Regions from separate parts of the Gossypium arboreum genome. Here region 1 is linked to region 2. The links are chromatin contacts, called in public Hi-C maps. All regions are on one chromosome and are shown on one strand. The core of a region is the stretch at or near the end of the contact, and the rest is flanking DNA. Distances in the headings are between cores, read along the strand shown.

The links. A called contact is a pair of places that touch in the nucleus more often than the background predicts.
Region 1: a Hi-C map of leaf shows a contact between it and region 2, with 5 times the contacts expected there. The contact joins the promoter of LOC108458451 here to the promoter of LOC108458297 in region 2. A contact is called at or near these places in 2 of 5 Hi-C or Micro-C datasets (both in leaf).

Annotation. Positions count from the first base shown.
Region 1 is chr4:80,154,169-80,157,865 of ASM2569848v2, forward strand. It overlaps LOC108458451 (purple acid phosphatase 22-like), which reads right to left and starts at 1,705. Exons shown (of 5, transcript XM_017757857.2): 1 at 1,044-1,705; 2 at 786-945; 3 at 1-43. The coding sequence starts at 1,439.
Region 2 is chr4:79,977,329-79,980,775 of ASM2569848v2, forward strand. LOC108458297 reads right to left here and starts at 1,434. Exons shown (of 12, transcript XM_017757644.2): 1 at 931-1,434; 2 at 721-815; 3 at 589-646; 4 at 241-432; 5 at 19-95. The coding sequence starts at 1,066.

The sequences.
Region 1 (3,697 bases), core at 455-2,954, 180 kb after region 2:
TGCGATAGAGTTGAGGCAGTCCATTCTGTTTGTCCAAGATCACCTGTAAAACAAGTTTAATTAATTAAATGTTAATTTTCATCATATAATAAGTTTTGTTTTTGTGATAAAAGAAACATGCAAGGAATCATCTGTTCTTCTATGGTTAGAAGTTTGATGGGTATATTAAATTAATATTATTAAACCTTTGTGGAAAACATAAAAGTAAAACAAACTAAATAGGTTTTAGTGAATCATGGCGCAAACACAACAATCCTATATAAGGACATGGATAATTCAAAGCATATAATTTGTCTTCATATATAAGAATTCTTACTTTTAAGGAAGAAAAAAACAAAAAAGGCTGACATATGTTTAAGATAAGGCATACATATAAATTAGCTAAGCAATCAGATCATATTGGTTATTCAATCACTGATCTGATTTTTACATCATTACAACAAATATATAAGATGGGTTCCCAAGCAATGTAAGCTAAACCCTAAACTTGCTAGGCTAAGCCTTACTAGCCAAGTAACTCATGTACAAAGTGTGCACTTTTGGTTAAACCGTGTTGGGGCCGGGCCTTTGCTTTTGCTTAAATTAGTCAAGAATTTGAGGATTCATTCTTTTTAACATGTAATGGCGAGATTGTTAAGCATATAGGAACTTACCAACCACAACAAATTCAATGGGAAAAATTTGTGGAGGTGTCCTGAATGAAAATTCAGGGCTATGACCACCACACCTATAGTAATAAGTGGTTGCTGGCTCCAAGGGTCCAATTTTAACATGATGTATCTTACCGGAACTGTAAAAGAAGTAATGATATGAGGTATGGTTTCCTACAGCCATTGCCTCATATTTCCCTGAGACCTTCCCATATTCGACCTTCGACGCCACGTCTTTCTCATCTGTAACCCAACTGATTCTCATGTATTCTTTGCCTGCAAGAGAAGCATGTACCTACAATAGTTCACAACAAAAAATTAAGTAAAAAAAAAAAAAACAGTTTGTTTTTCGAAAGCAAAGTGGATAAGAAAACAGTGGTTCCAAATGTTGACCTGCTGAGGGTCGGATTTGGATCGGAGGTGGAGAGCGACAACGACTTTTCCGGGTGGCTGTCGGATGTAATCGTCTTGCAAACCGGCCGAAAGTGAGGGTTGTAAAGGGAATAAGAAGAAGGTGCATGTTAAAAGGAGAGGGAAGAAATGAGGGTTTTGCCATATTGGGTTCTCCATTTTTTGCAGTTTATGATTGGATGAAGTTGGGAAAGACATGAAGAGGGATGGAGGTTTATAATAAGAAGAAGGGGTCCTTGGAGCGCTAGGTTGAATCTTGAAAATATGTAAAAAATTAGGTTGCAATGGCGTCAAGGAAGTCACTTGGAATCCTTTTGGATATGCTTGCAGCAATGGCGAGATTTTTAAAAAAATGGAAAAGAAAAAAAAACTCAGCATCCCATAAATACATAAATAACTAAAGTTCTAATCTATTTATGCTCGCTTTACAATAAAGTAATTAAGGTACTGATTGTTGACAAAACCCTCCCAATCATCTAAGCAACAGGACTAGGTTTTCCTCGTTAGAATATGACATTTTGTCACCTCAAACTTAGCCCATATATGCGAATATATAAATCTATAGAACATGGTTGAAATTAAATCTGCTTATGACATTACATAGATTAAAGACTAACAGCTGGTTGGCTTCTGACAACCTTTCAGTTTTCAGAGCTTAAAGAATCTTGGAACTTCAATTAAAGCTTAATCAGGTTTACAAGTAATTGCAGGATATATAGGAATATGCTTTGCAAAATACCCTCCATAAAACAATCTGCCTTCAATGGGGACCACTTATTCCTCCATTTTTTAGTTTTATAAGAAATTTTTCAATGAGCTATTGGTTATCAATAATGCAAGTTTTCTTTTGGGATAATGTTTATTTGTTTCTTTTCTCATTATTATTACTAATTATTCATCATTTTCACAATTAATTTTCAAATTTTAATCAAATTCTTTTAGACGAAAATTTAATGTTGTTTAAATGGGACCGGACAAATCAGTTGAGCCAGAAACTAGTCGGGATATTGGTATAGAGGGGTTTTGAACTAGTTGACTTGAAAATCGATAAGGATCTATTGAATTAGACAAAAAACCAGTTGAGCCAAGTGGTTGAACCAGTTAAATAATTTTTTTTATTTTTTGTTATTTTTTTGAATTTTAATATTTTTAATCCGATTGGTTGAAACAATCGGATTGATGAACTAGTGACTTGACTAATTCGACCACTGTTACAATTTAAAAAACAATGATGTTATCGAATCCACGAACCAGTGGCCTGATGGTTCAACTATCAATCTAATTTAAAAAAATATTACTGTTAAAATTTTAATGTGTTGAGATGACAATTTGCATGATGATCTTTGTATACTTCATCAAAGTTTAAAAATATACATAAAAATCATTCAAAACTTCAAAAATATTCATACAAAATTTTAAAAAAAAATTATTCACATCAACAACAAAATATATATCTACCATCACATGAGTTACCATGTTCACATTTTTAAAATTTTAAAATCTAATGGAAACTCTTTCATTATAAAAATGCAATTTAACTAATTTTTTAAGATCCGAGGCTAAAGAATAAAAAAAAGAAAAAAAAAATTATTAAAAACTAAATTTATTACTGTTAATTTAAAAAAAAAAAGCATGCTCCGATTTGAAAATGTGGTATGGGTTGCAAATGATCAAATGATTTATTAAATGTCAATTTTAAGTGTTTTGGTTTTTAAAGAGCACAAATCATAAATAATATATATATTATCAAAATTAACTTAATAGAAAGCATAATAAATTAAAACAATAATATATCTAAATTTAGAATAGAATGATTTGAATAGAATTTACATATAATAAGATTTAAATTAAAAAAAAATTTGAAAGAGAATTCATGTATAACATTTGAAACTTGAGTTTAAACACTCGAAATCTCCATAACTAAATTAGACATATATTAAAGAAAAAATCATGAGAAACAAGATATTAATTACATTTAGGAAAATTTTAAAAGGAGCTCATTAAAATAAGCTTCCCATGCGGTTGGAAGAATATGAACCATTAGACCAAAAAGCAATTGACCTAAATTAATGAGGAAAATACACCTTACAATTTTAAGAAATTAAATAATTCATTGAAAATGAAAGAAAAACTTAAAATTAAGTAATTTGTTAAGCATGAAAGAAATACATAAAATTTGAAAGGATTTGTAATATAAAATAGAATTACTTAAAACATGAAAAGGTTTGCTGAGAATGTTTCTAACAAATTAAGTAATTGGTAGAACATGAAAAGAATTTAAGAAATTAAGTAATGAAATTAATGATTATTTAAAACATATAATTAATCATATAGATTTAGTAATTGGCTGATAGTGATTAATAGTCTGTTTTAATTTGGCTACTAGAGGCTACCATCCATATATATACAGACGTATATGGCAGATGTAAGTAAGTGTATTTTCTGTAATCTTTAATGAAATTATCTCAAAGTTGATTCTTTCTCTCTATTTTTTATTCTTGATTTTTGTTCTATCAAATTTGTTTTCCCATTATTCTACCTTCTTTCTCTTTACTTCTTGCTTATTGTGGTTCATTCATGGAGATTTAGCTCCTGTAACATTGTATCAAAGCTAGTTTCATGAAGCTTCGAAGTTA
Region 2 (3,447 bases), core at 184-2,683:
TTCAATAGATTCACCAACCTCACCAACATTGCTCATGGCAAAGAAGAGAGTGCCAGCAATTACTAGTGCATCTCCAAGAATTGGTTTCGAACCACCTGCATGTGCAGAGAAACAAGTACTTCACTCCGGAAAATTCGAATGACTTCCAGTAATGGCGTGCTGTTTACGAATTAAAACATCCATAAAGAAACAGAGTTCCATAACTATAAGAATATCTTCTGCATTAGACCAGAATGTTACCTCCACCACCCACCCCTGCATCGGAGAGGAGCACTAGACCAAGGCCAAGCACACAAAGAGCAGCACCCCCTAGCTGCAATAAAGAATATCTAGTGCCTATGAAGAAATATGTGAGAAATATTGCCCATACGATGGTCCAGCAGTCCAACAGTGTCACACTAGTGATTGAGGAGAACTGGAAGGCTTTGTTAACTGCAAAAGAAAAAAAAGGGAAAAAGGAATGGCTCTTTTGTCACGGTAATTTTTGCAGTAACATATCAGACATATTCCACTTTCTTTTTTCCCCCAGTTAAGAACATGTTTTTGGGAGATCATGTTATGAGATATTAGTGACTACTACAGACTCACCAAGATAATTCCCTTGAACATCAACAAAGCCGAGGGCGAGATACCAATACCAAGGAATCTGCAAACAGAACAGGATTGAAGTATCAAGGAATCCTTTTGAATATAAGATTAGTGGAGTTGATAAGTGATTACCCTTAGCTTTTGACCCCTATAGAGCAAGATGCTACCATAAACCACAGCTAAAGCGAAGTAAGTGAAGGAAGTCTGAGTGATAGGCGCATCCACACCTAGACAAAAAGCCAACACACTGATGAGCAAACAAAGAATATAAAATTCCAAATTCATCTGAATATTTTTCATAACCAGAAGCAAGTTAAGAGTAGAGGGTTAAGTTGAGCTTACCAAGACTGGCTATCAAAGAAGAAGTAAAGCTCATAAGTGCAAGAACGAAAGAAACAAGTTGGCCCAGAAAAAGTCTGAACAAATTCTTCAAAGTTACTTGAGTTTTGAACCAGTTGCCGACACTACTCCAGCTCATTTTTTGTTTGTCAAAAAAATCGTTTGATAAAATTTGTTCTTCAAGTACACAGATCGTCAAAAAGGGAATGGGGTAACATTCATGTCAACATCAAAGGATTTTAAAGCTTTCTTCTTCTGTTTTTTTCCTTTATTTAATTATTGTCAGGTTTTGTTAAAAGAGATCTGCATCTAGGCGTAGCTACCATTCCAGGGTCATTTCCTTCGTAGTTGGACTGTTGAGACCACGTTCCTAATAGCTTCCACACCTCACCCAACGGTTACCGTTGGTAGTTGAAAGTTATCGTCTTTTTGCTCCCACGTGACACTCTCCACCGTGTCCGATGTCTTTTCAGATCTGATTTAGCTTATGAAGTCATACTTGGCGCCTGTCCAATTCCATTTGTTTTTTTTTTTAATTATATAAGGATAATTAATTTTTAATTTTGATCCTATACTTTTTTAAATTTGAGATTTAATTTTTATATTTCAATTCTGAAATAATTCGGTACCTCAACTCTTATAATTTTATTAATTAGTTGAAATTTGTTATCCCAATTAAAATGTTAATGTTAAACTTTAAGACTTATTGACACTGTTAATATTCCTATTAAATTTAAATTCATTATGATGTTATTTTGTTACATGTATATAAATTTAACAATATATAGACCTGCATTTTAAACTAAAAATAAAAGAATTGAAAATAAAATAAAAATATAAAACCTTTAAATTTCTAACTTAAACAAATAAATATTTAATCCCACATTCAATAATGAATCCCACCAAAAAAGCAGAACACTACGATATACATGTCTACAAAATATAAGAAAATTGGTAATTGAATAAGGGGTTATTTTGTGTGTGTGTGTGAGAGAGAGAGCTAATTGAAGTTGTTTTTAAAGAATTGAACAAGTTTTTAAGTGTATAAGGTTTGTTATTTTATTATATATCTCCGGATTAAAATATGATGCTTCCTTAAATATTATTTGTGATTAATTCTTACTATATATGTTTTTTCCTGTTAGTTTTATAATTTATGTTAAGCAAGTTTAGTTTTGGGGTTGTTTAAGAGTGCAAGTGCCTAAGACCTAAAGTTAAAAGGGCTCAAAAACCATATTTCAAGAATGGGCTTGATGTTAAGAATTCGTGATTGTTTTCTCTAATAATCATTCTCTTCTTGAGAATACAATATGACTTATTATTATACTCAATACTTGTTAGCTTTATTATCATTATTATGTTAACATGCAACATTAATATATAATATTTTTTTATTTATATGTTAAAAAAGTTCTTAAGAAAATGTGAAAAATCAATTAAGTCCCTGTATTAAAATTGCACTCAATTGAACCTCTGTCGTTAACTAAAATAATCAATTAAGCCCCTCCATTAATGATTTCTGCCATTGACTATGTTGACTGTTAAAATAAATCGACAAACCAATTAGATGTTGACACACTTTAACTTTTAGTTTAATCTAATATTTTCCCACAAAAAATCATAAAAATCAGAAAAATATTAAAACTTAAAATCAATATAAACTTATAAAAATAATAAAAATAATAAAAATTGTAAATATTAAAATATATAAACTATAATAAATTATAAAAATTTTACAAAAGTAATAAAACATGTATAAAATATTTAAAATTTTATTAAAACATATAAAAATTCTTTAAAACCCAAAAAAGAGAAAAATATAAAAATTATTAGAAATAATAAAAATTATTAAATATTAAAAATATTAAAAAATCATAAACCTTGTAAAGATTATAAAAATCTAATAAATTTTAATAAATTATTAAAATATATATAATTAATAAGATATATTTAAAATATTACAAAACTTATAAAAATTTATAAATACTTATAAATAATATAAAATTCTAATAAATTATTAAAATATTAAAATATTAAAAAATTATATAGACATAGTCATTTAAATCCTTAAAATCACAATGAACACATAACACCACACCAATCATTGGTAATAGGAATAGTCATTAGATCGTTAAGGTCATTTTCATGTTGAACAATAAGTTCTCGATATTCCAAAAATAAAACAATAATTGAGAGACCCTCTCTTTTTTATTGATAAACTATTACTTTTATTTTATAATTTTTATCTCCAAATTTTTAAGTACAGTAGAGTATTTTAGACCTTGAAAAGTTGAAAATCGTTTGCTTAGTATTGTATGGTATAAAATATTTTTGGTACAATTAGATACTATCAAACTAAAATTTCATTATCCAACTACTAGCATATGTCAATATTAAATACTCCGACCAAGATTTTCGGAACCAAATCGGTGGTTGAACTAGTCAGGCCACAAATTTGACAATTCCACCGGTTCGTCTAATTCAATTAAATAAAACATTAAAAAATAATTGGTTCAACTG